2 separate regions of the Columba livia genome follow, and region 2 is linked to region 1. A link is a contact called in public Hi-C data. All regions are on one chromosome and are shown on one strand. The core of a region is the stretch at or near the end of the contact, and the rest is flanking DNA. Distances in the headings are between cores, read along the strand shown.

The links. A called contact is a pair of places that touch in the nucleus more often than the background predicts.
Region 2: a Hi-C map of crop shows a contact between it and region 1, with 4 times the contacts expected there. The contact joins the promoter of CCND1 here to the enhancer-like site in region 1. A contact is called at or near these places in 2 of 2 Hi-C or Micro-C datasets (crop and liver).

What each region holds. Positions count from the first base shown.
Region 1 is chr5:65,572,161-65,578,507 of bColLiv1.pat.W.v2, reverse strand. No RefSeq gene overlaps it. Among named protein-coding and RNA genes, the nearest start is that of SMIM38, 110 kb to the right of the region's middle. Within about 2 kb of position 3,132, at least 3 of the 3 cell types and tissues checked have an H3K27ac peak away from gene starts, as active enhancers do.
Region 2 is chr5:65,810,662-65,817,008 of bColLiv1.pat.W.v2, reverse strand. It overlaps CCND1 (cyclin D1), which reads right to left and starts at 3,481. Exons shown (of 5, transcript XM_005511057.4): 1 at 2,828-3,481; 2 at 897-1,112; 3 at 190-349. The coding sequence starts at 3,025. LTO1 (LTO1 maturation factor of ABCE1) reads left to right here. Exons shown (of 6, transcript XM_013369943.3): 6 at 1-17. It overlaps LOC110365151 (a long non-coding RNA gene), which reads left to right and starts at 5,365. Exons shown (of 11, transcript XR_010473161.1): 1 at 5,365-6,054.

The DNA of each region.
Region 1 (6,347 bases), core at 1,883-4,382:
GCAGCATGTATCTTTGTTCTAACTTCTGTGGCAAAAAAAAACGGACTGACAGTGCTTTAAATCCACCTCGCATCGCTCACAGGAATAGCCTTCACACATACATCTAGAATAGCAGCAAATGTACAACAAAAAGCTTTTCAAATATTGGGTAAATCTTCCACTCCTGTCTTGTCTGCACAAGAAACCCAAACAGCAGAACGTGGAGTACAGTTTGGCACAAATTCTGATATTTTTTGGGTTCTCTTTGGGGCTTGTTGTTATGAAGAAACAGTGACTGGTGGGTAACACGTTGCTGAAAACAGGTAAATCTTTATGTAGCACCTCAGAAGCTTGAGAGTCAACTAAGAGATGTTATGGTTGAATTAAACATGAATTTTCAGTTCGCTTTTTAAAAGGAATGACTCATTATTTTGCCTGGCAGTTACTTTAGTGGCAAAGCAACGTGCTCTTGAACACCAAGAAAAAAAATAATAATAAATAAGGAATGGCACATGTAATATGATGATGATTCAGCAGCGGCGGGTGGTGTGGGCTGTCAGCTAAATATCCTGTGAGATACTTTGTTGGCTAAAGCTAAAATTATTATGGTAGAAAGATAAATGGTACTCACGCTGTTTCTGGGAGATTTTTCTGTCTCTTCTTCAGATGATGTGCACATGATCACACGTTGGTAACTGCCCATGAAACACATGCTGCTGAAGTCAGAGATTTATCATTTTCCCCCAGAGGAAAAAAACTCACCCGTTAGTTTTATAAATATAACCAGGAAGCAGCTTTTGCACTTAAAAGAAATCAGTAACAACCTCTGCACCTCTGAGATTAAGTCTAGATGACATTTCAAGCACATAAGGTCCAGTAAAGTTGATCCCAACCTAAAGAACACAAGATCATTTACTCCTTGCACAATTGAAATACAAACCTCATCTCATTTTAAAAACGGCTTGAATGGCTGGGACTAAACAGTGGAGGTTGTAGCAGCCCTAAAATTCAGGTTTATATACCTGGACCCTCATTTAGGACAAATAATTTATTGTGGGAACTAGTTTTAGGAGCTTACTAAATAACTACTTAACCAAAGCTCTCTTATATTTTTTCATCTTGTTTTAACCCTCTTTGGACATATTAATAACATTATTGCAATTTCTGAATTGTTGCAAAAGGAAAGCCCATTTCTGACAGATCGCAGACATTTTCTCAAGAAATTAACTTAATTTGGAGATTTCAGCCCAACTAATTCAAAGTGGAAGCAACATATAAAGGCAACATCCTATCTGGGTAAATAAATAATTACAAGTCCATGGGGCTTTAGTGACAGTTCTTGCAAAGGACTTTAATAAGAGCAGGGTTTAGCTAACAAATAACTGCCCCTCCTTGACAAGCTCTTAAGTTTGTGGATGGAGCCACAGGTGAAAATATTTATACAAATGTCTACACTAAGCTGCAGTAGCTTAAAAAAATAGTATAAATTATCATCTAGTCAGAAAAAAAAAATAAAGCAAAATTGTTTGCAATTTACAGTCCCTCTGTGATTGTGTAACTACGCAGATACTTCACCTATACCGGCCATGCTATTATAAACACCTAGAGAAAGTGCTCTGGTGGTGACTAAGCATTCTAAAAGCTTTTCACTGGCACGTCAGGTTTGTAGGAGGTTTATTTTCACAATCAATGTAGCCAACTTTTGGGCCAGCCCTTTTAAAAACTCTCAGGCACTCTAGAATTATCCTAAATATCCACAACTAGTTCCCTCTGCGACAGCTCCAGCCTTTCGGACACATTAACATTTCAGATTACTCCCATTACTTTAAAATACCCTCCTGTGAATTAGCACACTGAGATGGGAATCACTTTACTGACATCTCACGTGTTTTCCTAACGTGGCCACAGTCGCACTTCAAGTCCTTGATCGGTTTGACATGAAAAATAAATAAATGAATATATAGATCTGTGAGTAGCTTCACGCTGGTCTCCTTTAGACATACCTAAAGGTGTTTGAGACAGCTTCCCAAGAGGAAAAAAAAAAGGAAAAGAGTTCCTTATAATAAACAGTCTGGGAAGGGGAAAGAACAAGTGTCTTAGGCAGAAAGAGAATTACATTTAGCTGCAATGAAATAAATGTGTCCCGTGAAACAGGAAGAAAAGGGGAGGGGGGCAGTGGAGAGGGCAGCAGACAACTCTGACTTGCTCGCTCTTTCCAGGCTTTGTATTTATTTCTGTCATGGATCTGAAAAGGCAGGCAGCAGACTTTGTAGAAGCGCCTTATGAAATGGGGTAAATAATGGACCCCAGATGCCCTTGTTTCCTTCATTATTCAGTCTAGGCCTTCAAAGCTGTTCTGCAGTGTGAGGTATCCGAGGGAGGTAGAGTGTTCTGTTAACAAGATTTCAATGAGCTTTGGAAGCAGGTCTGGGGAAGCTGCTGGAAACGCTACAGACATACAGTACCTTTGTGCTTTCCTGACCTGCACGGAGGGAGAAAACACGGGACAGAGGGTGCCTTGATTTTTAAGAAAACTCCATCTAAACAATACATAAACAAGGACAGCAACACTTTGTGTGTGTGTGATCCCATTAACCCAACATTCTCAAAGCATCTGAAAATACGTTAAATCATTAAGCCCAATAATTGCTTCAAACCGAAGCACAAAGAGTTTGGAAGATGTATTAAAAGAGCACAGTGAGCAACTGGCGGCCAGGGCTATGAACCCAGACATTCTGGCTTCTACTGTCCTTGCTCCTGCCCCTGATATGAAGCAACACTGCCTGCCAGCCCAGCAACAAAATATGGACAAAAGACATTTCACTTTTGCTTTGAGGCCCACCCCAGGCATTTCTCTGTGCATATTTCTAAGATTCCTCATGATTCGTCATCAACCAAGAGCCACGTGAACCCAACCGACATACCCAAACACTTCACTTTTTTGATGGGTTTTGCAGTGCCTGGTAGTTCAAATAAAGTCTCCACAGATCTCACCCATTGCTAATAACTATTAATACATATCTTTCCCTCTGCTTTTTTACTTTTCCTTGCTCACTGACGTGAACATTTAAAAACCAAGCCATGTCTCAGCAAGCATTAAAAAAAAAACAAAACAAAACAAAAAGAAAAAAAGAGAGAGAGAAAGAGATTCCTGGCTATTTCAAGTTGCCATTCTTCTTTTAGCTTTTGCTTTCTTCACCGTTGACACCAGCCGCTCTATATTTACTCTAGCGACGTTACATCCTGTACATGGGGACGGCTCCGTACACTCAGATGTTTCCGAGTCACTTGGGGTATAAGGATGTATTGTACGCTGCATCCTTTCTGTTACTGCGTCTGACTCTGAAGTGTGCAATCTTATCTTAAAAAAACGCAATGGCTCCACCTAAAGGACATATTATGTATATAGGAAGAGTAATTCCATTTGCAGCAGCTCTCTCTAGCCTGCCATGTGCCTCTGTGCTCGTGTACAGACATGTGCTTTTGACAACACTGAGCCCCATAGTGGCAATTCTCATTTTCTCAGGCATCAGCGCAGCACAAAGATCATTCATGATTATAAAATCATGCATACAGAAAGAGACATCCATATTTTTATAGCTCCTCTGATAAGACTGTAACAGAAAAGACAACTGTTAAAGCAGCTGCCCTGTTCTCCGCACTCAAAACGAATGTAACAGGCATGTCTAATAGAACAATTTGAGCAGTTTTAAGGAAGATTAAATATAGGAAGAAACACTCTTGCCAACAGAATGGCAAGTCAATATAATCCATATAAATCTCTCACCAAAAATGTGTGCTAGAATACAAGAAATTTAAAGAAAAAACAGGATAGGAGATCCTTTCAATCTGTTATATCTAGGTTATACATTAGTATATATGCTGCTTGTATATCTTCCTATTTGTTATGCAATGGTCCAACATTCCCAGAAGAGTGGAGGAGTTTTCAAGAACAAGTTTAACTTGTTCTCCTTTCTCAGCATCTGTCATAGATTCCATAGTTCATTCTTATAGATAATTTCTGTGAAAGCATGAAGTGCTTTCACAACTGAGGACAGGCATTAACAAACACTCTTCCTAACAAATATTTGAGGGTTTGATCGCTTGGAATGTACACTTTTCCAAAACAAAACAAACGCAAACAACTTCAAAGCTAATACAAGAAAGTCTATAGGTGGTTAGAGTTCCATGTTATATATTCATCCAATTTGTTTCATTTACAACTGCAAAACTTAGAAAAAGTATCTGATCCTTCAAAAGTGTTTGTTTATAAATATACCAGAGACAGAGTGACTTATGCATGGCAACTAGTTCTCAAATGAGAGTAGCCATTCCGTGCTTTGGTTTTAAAAAGGAAAGATTAAGACACAATCAATTGCAGGACAAAAGTTATTTTATGAGGTATCGACTAGTTCAAAATGTTGTTACTGGGTTCTGGATACTTTCACTTGACAATCTAAAGTCATTACCATACGATACATGTGCAAAAACGTTTAATTGCTTCAATTTGGTTACTGGTTGGCGATACTGCACGAGAAAAAGTGCTTCTTGAGAGCTGAGGAGAGAGGCCAAGGACTGATTGGGCATAAGGAACAAACTGCTTCCCACCCTGCAGGGCAGGACACAGGCACATTGGCAGAACTGGGTGGGGAACTGCAGGCTGTAATTGCCTGTTCAGTTCATAAATAAGAGACTTTGGTGTCCCAGGGAGCAAAATGAGAAGGAAATATATTTCAAGGCTTGGAGTTTGTTTGTTTGTTTGATTTGGTTTGATGTTGTTGTTTTCATTAAAAAATGAAAGCAGAGCCGTTCAAAATATTTAATAGGCCAGTCATGTAAGAAGGATGTGCCAACCTTAAATATAGCCATTACGGATAAGATATTCAGAAGAACTCAATTGCCCACGTACGTCTCCAAATCAGATGACTAGATTCCCTGAAGCACTAAGCCTCCAGCAGAAGTTTGGATTATTTTGGCATTTCCTTTGGGAGTTGAACTGGAAGTCGACAACAACCGCTGAGTGCTCAGCTCCTTGAAAAACCTGGCCTGGACATTAATAGCTCTGCAGTGCTCAGCATACTGATTGCCTTTTACTCAGTGTCTCACATAATTTACAGCATTAGTTGCTGAAGTCTTGCAATTGCTTTTGGGAAATTGGTCGCTATTTTTCCCACTTTATAGATGCTAAAAAAAGCAAAGGTACCTGTTCTAAGAATAAATCTAGAGTAAAAACCATCACAGACCCAGATTTCCTCTGTCTCCTGTATTTCCCTTGAAAAGTAGTAGTAGAAAGGCAATTATTTAGAAGATAGCAACAACCTCAATGCCTCAGGCAAGACTGAAGACACACATAACTAAACATATACAAACATGAGAGAAAGATCCATCGTTCCCTATGTGAATTTGAGGCTCCACACACATTCTCACAGAGACTGTATTAACTTCTGCCTTTGTAAATATTCTGACTCTTGTCTGAAGAGGAACTTGACATTCCTAATGGAAAAAGCCAATGAAAATTTTGTGCGGAATAATGGTGAGTGGTGAACCTATCATACAGGTGGGAATGTGAAGCAGTTGTGGTGTGCATCTTTTTGGAGGGCATTAAAAGGAAAATGTAAAACCTCCTAAAACTACATCCATTCCCTGCCACAGCCCATAAAAACAATTCCTGCTACATCCCCCTAACGCAGTCTTCGTAATGCTAAACGGCAGCCAGTCGACTTATAAAAACCTTTAAAGAGGACCATAAAACCATTCTTTTAATTCCAATTAGAAACAAGGTTGACAGTTCATAAAAAATTGGTTACCTCAAAAGAGAGGGATACCTGCCAGCCTCCGGGTGGGATGGACATTTTCGTGCCAGTGCATTATACATTCATTTCTGACTGAGTGGTTATAAAAACTCATCCATTCAATATTGTGTAGTGAGGAATTCAGCTCAACATGGGTTGAGAATCCCTTATGCAACAGTCATCACCTCAGTGATAAGTTCTTTAACTCTTTCCACAACTGTCAACTCAGCAGCAGTTACAACTCCAAGCTGAGTAGTTTTTATAACTCAAATAACCTGTTAAAGTTTGTAGAAATGTGTCTGAGTCAAGACTCCAGGATTTAGTTTTCAAGTTAAGTCTCAGAGCATAGGGTGTGCAAAGCTGACATTGCAGCATGCAGTGAAAAATTAGAGAGGGCTAAAATATATATATATTATATAATAATTAAAATGAGCAACTTTAGTCATTGAGATCAAATGTTCAGAGAAAAGTTTTGAGAATGTTTATTCTCCCAGATTAGATGGAATTCTAAGCAGTGTTTATTGGGGAGAAGAGGTGGAGTGTGCTATGTCTTATTCTTGCCTCCTGTATCCGCCT
Region 2 (6,347 bases), core at 2,232-4,731, 240 kb before region 1:
AAACAAAACCAAACTTACCTCTGCAAAGTAATCCACCTTCTGCAAACAACAAGGGGCAATAATCGGGGCTTAAATTACCTCCCCGCAGCTCTGTGAATTCGCTTTTAGACCAAACAGCTACGGGAAGCTTTACAAGCCAGGGGGTGTGTAGGGGAGCGACGCGCTTTGCTTAACGTGCAGGGCTCATACCTGTAGCGCACAGAGCCACAAAAGTCTGAGCATGTTTACGGATGATCTGCTTGGTGTCCTCTGCCAGAGGCATTTTAGTAAGGAAATGTTCAATGAAATCGTGGGGGGTCATTGCAGCCAGATTCCATTTCAGCTTATTCACCAGAAGCAGCTCCATTTGCTGCAAAGACAAGAGAGGGAGGGAAGGGGGAAGGAGAAGAGGAAGGAGAAGAGGGGAAATGTGGTTAGCTCCGCTCGCACACGGCCGGACCGGCAGCATCCGCAGCCGGGACACTCAGCCCTCGGAGGGGGTTTGGGATGGGGACACGGACACGGACACACACACACACACACCCACACACACACACACCCACGCACACGAATCCTCCCCCGGCGGATCCCCGGTCGGACGGGGGGTGCAGGGGGGGACCCGCAGTGCGCCCGGGAGGCCGCCAGGGGGCGCCCGCGCCACGCCCAACCGCGTCCGGTCGGGGCCGCTCCGGTTATTTGGGGGGGTGCGGAATTTAGGGGGGGGGTTGGGGGATGATGCGGCCACCCCCGATCCGGACCGACCCCCGGTGGGGCCACAGCTGCTGCGGCCGCGGGGAGCGGCTCCCACCCGCCGCCGACAGCGGGGCAGCCCCCCCCAGTGTCCAGGGGCTTCCTAAGAGGCGCTTTTTTGTGTTTTATTATTATTATTTTCCTGAGGTGTTTAAACATGAAATTACCAGTAATTCGTCGGGTCTAATGGAGTTATCTGTATAAATGCACAGTTTTTCTGCGGTCAGAGGAATAGTTTCCTTCATTTTTGAAGCCACAAACATGCAGGTAGCTCCCAGCAGTTGCAATCGGCTTTTCTTGAGGGGTTCGAACGACAAAAATCTGTCCAAATAATTCATAGCCAAGGGGAAAACTTCCTCTTCGCACTTCTGCTCCTCGCAAACCTGCAAGAAGGAGAGAGATCGTTGAAGAATAATTTAATATAGGCGAAAACTGGGCTTGTCCTGTCTTCCCTTCCCCCCCCACCTCCCAGGCTTTGCAGGGCAAGGTTGAAAGAGACGAAGGGGGAAATGCAGTGGGGGGAAACGGATAAAAAATGGAAAAACAGAGACATCAAAGAAAATGAAAGAGAAAGTCACGAGTGACAAAGTGGGGAGAAATGTGGCGTTAGAAATCCGCAGGCGATTCACGGTAAAATGTGGGGGGTGGGGGGGGGGATCGAAAAGGAGGTCTGTCCCCATCTTCCAGCCCCTAAGACAATTTTTTTAAAAAGGAAGAAAAAGGAAAACGGAGGAAAATGCGACCCCCCGTGCCTGGGAATGGGGTGCAGAGCCAGGCTTGGCCCCGCATTTATTTATTTCGCTTTTATTTTTTCATCCAATTTGCCGTTGTGCTGCCTATTCCCTTCTCTGGTCGAGACACAAAGGTGGCGTCCAGCCTCATTTCCCCAGACGTCATCTTTTCAAAAAATATTTAAAAATATTTAAAAAATCCGTGGAGCTTTCAAAAAAGGTTGAAAATGAAGCGGCGGGGGTCCTTTACCGAACCCCGTGGACGTGGTCATCCTGGGGGGCTCCGGGGAAGCCCCCCGAAGTGAAATTCACCGCCTCCCTATTCGCCCTGCAGCACAACCGGGCGCGACATTTCCCAGAGCGAGGCAGGGCGCTGCGCTTTCAAAAATTAATTAAAAATAGATCGCGGGCGCCCAGGCCTTCCGAAAAAGCATGAAAATGTAGCCCAGTCCCTGGGGCTCCCGCTGGGAGCCCCCCGAGACTTGTCCCTCCAGGGGACGAGGCTCTTTCCAACTCGCTTTTCCCAGGCGACCTTGCAGATCGCCGCCGCGCACAAGCGTGCCTTTGAGGGGTGACCACAGCTCCAGCCTCTCTTCGCGCTGAACAAAGAAACTTTCACCCTGCAGCTCCCCCAAGAAACGCCGGAGCCCCTCGGGCCGGTCCCCCTGCCCGCAGCCCCAGCGGGGTCCCCCGGCCCCCGACCTTCTTCCTCCGGCCCTTTCCTCCGCTCTCCCCCCGCCACACACACCCTTGGCTTGCTCCCCGGGACTTTCTTAATTTTTTCTCTCGATTAATAAACACTTTTTTTTTTTTCTTTTGCTTTGCAAATAAAAAAGAACAAAGATGGCGCATAACACTGGCACGGGCAGCCACTTGCATACGTGTACAAGGATATTAATTTAAAATAAAATCCCCAGAAAAAATTAACTGGCATGGTTTCCCGGCGCGGCCGGGGGCTCGGGAACCGGGGCCGCTCCTCGGAGGGGGGTCCGGCCGAACCGGCTCTTCCCCGCGCTCCCCTCCGCCGGTACCGCTTTGCCCCGACGGCCGGAAAAGTCACCGGGGCACCCCCGGACCCCCGACGCAGTGTTACCGGCGGTGAGGGGGAAGGGGGGTGTCCGCCGCTCCTCCGCGGCGGGACCCGAGGATAAAGAAGCGACAATAACGGCGACAGCGATCGGAACCCCGGTTCCCATCCCCTCCGTACACCCGAAGCCGGAGCAACGTGTGCCGCGCCGGGGAACTTTATTTCGGGAAGGGGGGGGGCGCCGGGCGCCGCAGGAGATGGGGGGGCAGCTCTCCGCCTTAATTCATTTCGGTGCCGAAGCTTGCAAAGGAAGAAAAAAAATGCCCCGAAAGATACAAACCTCCAGCATCCAAGTGGCAACTATTTTCCTCATATATGGCAAGATTTCTTTCTGCACGCACTTGAAGTAGGAGACGGAGGGCGAGCAGGTCTCCTCCGCCTTCAGCATGGTCTGCAGCACCCTGTCATTGAGGAGGTTGGCATCCAGGTAGGCTCGTCGGATGGTCTCCACCTCGCAGCACAGCAGCTGATGTTCCATGTCTGCCTCCGTGGTCTCCGCTCAGTTTTTTCTGCAGGAGGGACTGAGTCAGTCGCTCGCTCGCTCCCTCTCTCTTCCCCTTCCAGGAGTCCCTTGGATGCTGCTTCTGCTACTGCCGCTACAGCCCTCTGGAGGCTGCAAAACTTTCTAACTTCCAACAAAACTCTCCTGTATAGTCCCTGTGACGTTACTGTTGTTAAGCAGAGATCAAAGCACGAGAGAGAATGAGAAAGAGAGAGAGCCAAAAGCAAGGGGCAGAGCCCTAAAGCCATCCCATAGGCTTCAAGTCCTTCCCCTTTGCTTAGCTTATAGAGAGCAGAGGTTTAATGCAAATGCAAATGAGACAAGGGCTTGCTTTCAAGGGCAAGGGAGAGGTGGGGGAAACCCAAATTGTCTCTATCATGCATAATTTTAAAAATGGAGCGAGTTCTGCAATGGGAGCCAAATGATGAATGGGGCCAGGCCACACACAGACACGCGGGGGTATAAATACAAGGAGGCTTGGTCGGTATTATTTTACTGGGGGCGCCGGGGAGGGGGACCGGGGCACGACCAGTGCGTTGCTGTTCCTTATCAATTATTACTGTTGCCGTCACCGGTGCATACCTGCGATATCTGTCGCTTAAAAGGCCGCGCTCCCAACCTGAACTCCTGCTCTTTGTAGTCGATCCCAAGGGAAAATCTTTCTCCCATTTCCTACTTTTTCCCAGCCTAGATGGTTTTGCCGCACGCCAGAATTGTAAAGACATTGGGGTCTCCTCCCCATTTGCCAAGATTATGCTTTTTCTCCTCTTTTTTAACATATTTCTTTTAACTTTAAAGGTTTTGCCATCCAAAAGGGGCACAGGGGTGGTGGGGGACAGGGTGCCGGCTAATCCGAGCCGCAGCGGGCGGCGGGCAGGCCGTGCTCGGCACCCCACCCCCACCGCACAGCCACCCAGAAAAAATATCCCAGCAGAGCAGCAAAATGGTGGCCAGAGCTTCCTCTTGCACCTAAAGGGAGATGAATCGGTGGGGGGGGAAGAGAGGGAGGTGCCGGCAGCCGCCTGCCGGGGCCTCATCCGACACGCCACGCTGCCGGGACAGCCTGTCCACGCGTGACGCGCAACCACGGGGCCCCACCGTAAATAACTCCCGTGATGAACTGCCTGTACCTGAAAACGCTTTACTTTGCGTCGTTTCTAATTAAAAAGGTCTTTTTTAAACCCCCTCGCTTTCTCGAGGGGATGATAACGGAGCTTGGGGCCTGCTGGAGAACACCGGAGGTGCCACCAATGCAGCGCTGCACGGGAGGAACGACTCGTCCCGCACCAAAGCGGCGTGGGGAGAAGCGGGAAGGCCATAAATGGGGGTTCACGCGGCCTTCTGCCCGCTCGCCCCTCAACCTGAGCGCTCGGATTGACCCCAGCCATGGTGTTTTAACATCAACCGGGGTGCGGTGCCGTTAGCAGGAACTACCGGTGGTACGGCATCGCCAGCAAGGTCTCCTGGCCGCGGAGAACATGCCGTGGAGGCCATGCCATGGTGGACACGCCGTGCAGTCACACAGCATCTCTCCTGCATGACCTGCGGGGAAAAGCAGTGCCAAAGATCACAGGGCATGTTGTTGCACAGTTGCGTGTTTATGTAATCTCTCCGCGTGAAATATCTGCCCATCTTTCCTAGTTCACCGCTTTGCTTGACCATTCGTCTCCATTTTGGCTTTGCTGGCACGTCGGAGGCCCGGGGATCTCGGTTCCCCTCGCACGCCGCAGCCCGCGGGGCGAATCTGGACGGTTCCTCGGTGAGGAAGCTGCCCCGTGCCCGCGTCCCTCCCTTGTGCTTCGACACACAGTTCTGTTTTCACAACTTCAGGTTTTAATTTTTAAGGAAGAATCACACCACGACCCAGCACTTCCAGACTGGATCGCAGCCTGCCCAGGACGCAAAATTAGGGGGGTCGCATTTAATTGACTTCCCTGCACCTTTCTAGCGAGCAGTGGCTCTGGGGGTGCAGGGACCCCGCTCCCCTGGGTCACACCAGCTCTTTGCCTCCAAACATTTGTCCCCGGCCACGTCGCCCGAGTCACCCGGGCTCCGTCACCCACGCCTCCGGCATCCTCGCCCTCCCGCCTGGGGTGGGCTTGGAGAGAGGGGTTTATCCCCCCCCGTTTTCAACCCGAGGCCGGTGTTTCATTCACACCCGCTGCCGGCGGGCGGGGAGCGGCGCTGGCCCCGGGCCCGGGGGAGCCCCCGGCGGGCGGCGCGGGGCGGCGCGGCCGCAGGAAGCGGCCATTAGCGGGAGCCAATGGGGGCGCCGGGCTGTTACCAGGCGGATCGGGCAGATCTCGGCGCGGGGCTCGCCCGGTCCCGCCGACACAAAAGGGGGACGGGTCACAAGCGCCGGAGCCGCGGCCACCGGGACGGCTCGCCCCGGTGACAGCTCCGCGCTCCGCACCGGGCGACCCCGCACCTGCCCGAGCCGGGGAAGCGGCACCGCGGTCCCGCCCCCGTCGCTTGGCAGCGGGACGGGGCTGCGGCGGCGCCCGGCGTTACCGGCTCCCCCAGCCGCCCCCGGGGATGCCCGCTCGGCTCCCCGCCCCGGGGTGCGCGCTTAACGGGCGCGCCGCCGCCCGGCCCGGGGGCGGGATCCGCGCTGCAGCCGCCGCCGCTCTCGCCCCGGGGCTTCCGACAGCGCTTCCGACGGCGCTTCCTCCCCCGCCGCTCCCGCCCCGCCCCGCGGCGCCGCTGCCGGGGACGCCGCTCCCGCCGGCACTTTCTCATGACGTCACCCCGCCCCGCGCCGCCGCCCGGCGAAAAGGGAAGCTCGGGGTGCGCGCCTGCGCGCGGGGGCGCGCATTCCTCGCGTGCCGCCGGCCGCCGTAATCTTCCGAAGAGCCGCGCGGCGGCGGCGGGAGCGACACCCCGACCCGACATCCTCGGGGCGAAACGGCCCCGAGCGGATTGAACCGGCACAAACGGACCCGCTTCCCTCCGCTGCGGCGTCTCATTATGTCCTGCTAATGAGGCGGGACGTGCCCCGGTGCGCGGTGGGTTCAGAGTTCTTGGTCTTAGGAGTTGGACTCGGTGGTCCCCGGGGGTCCTATCGCACTCGGGACACCCTACGATTCCATGGTTCCCGTTCCCGGGGCTCTGGTGGGACCCTGGCGAGGAGCACAACCTGGGGACAGCCCGGCTCCTGGGTTGCACAGCCGCCCACCGTGTTTTCCCCTTGGGATGCACATCCTGGACCTGCTGCAAAGCCAAATGTCTTGTAGATGCATCTGAGAGGTCCCCAGACTGTCCCCCTTAGGCAGACACCAGTGTTTATGGGCGAGATGCT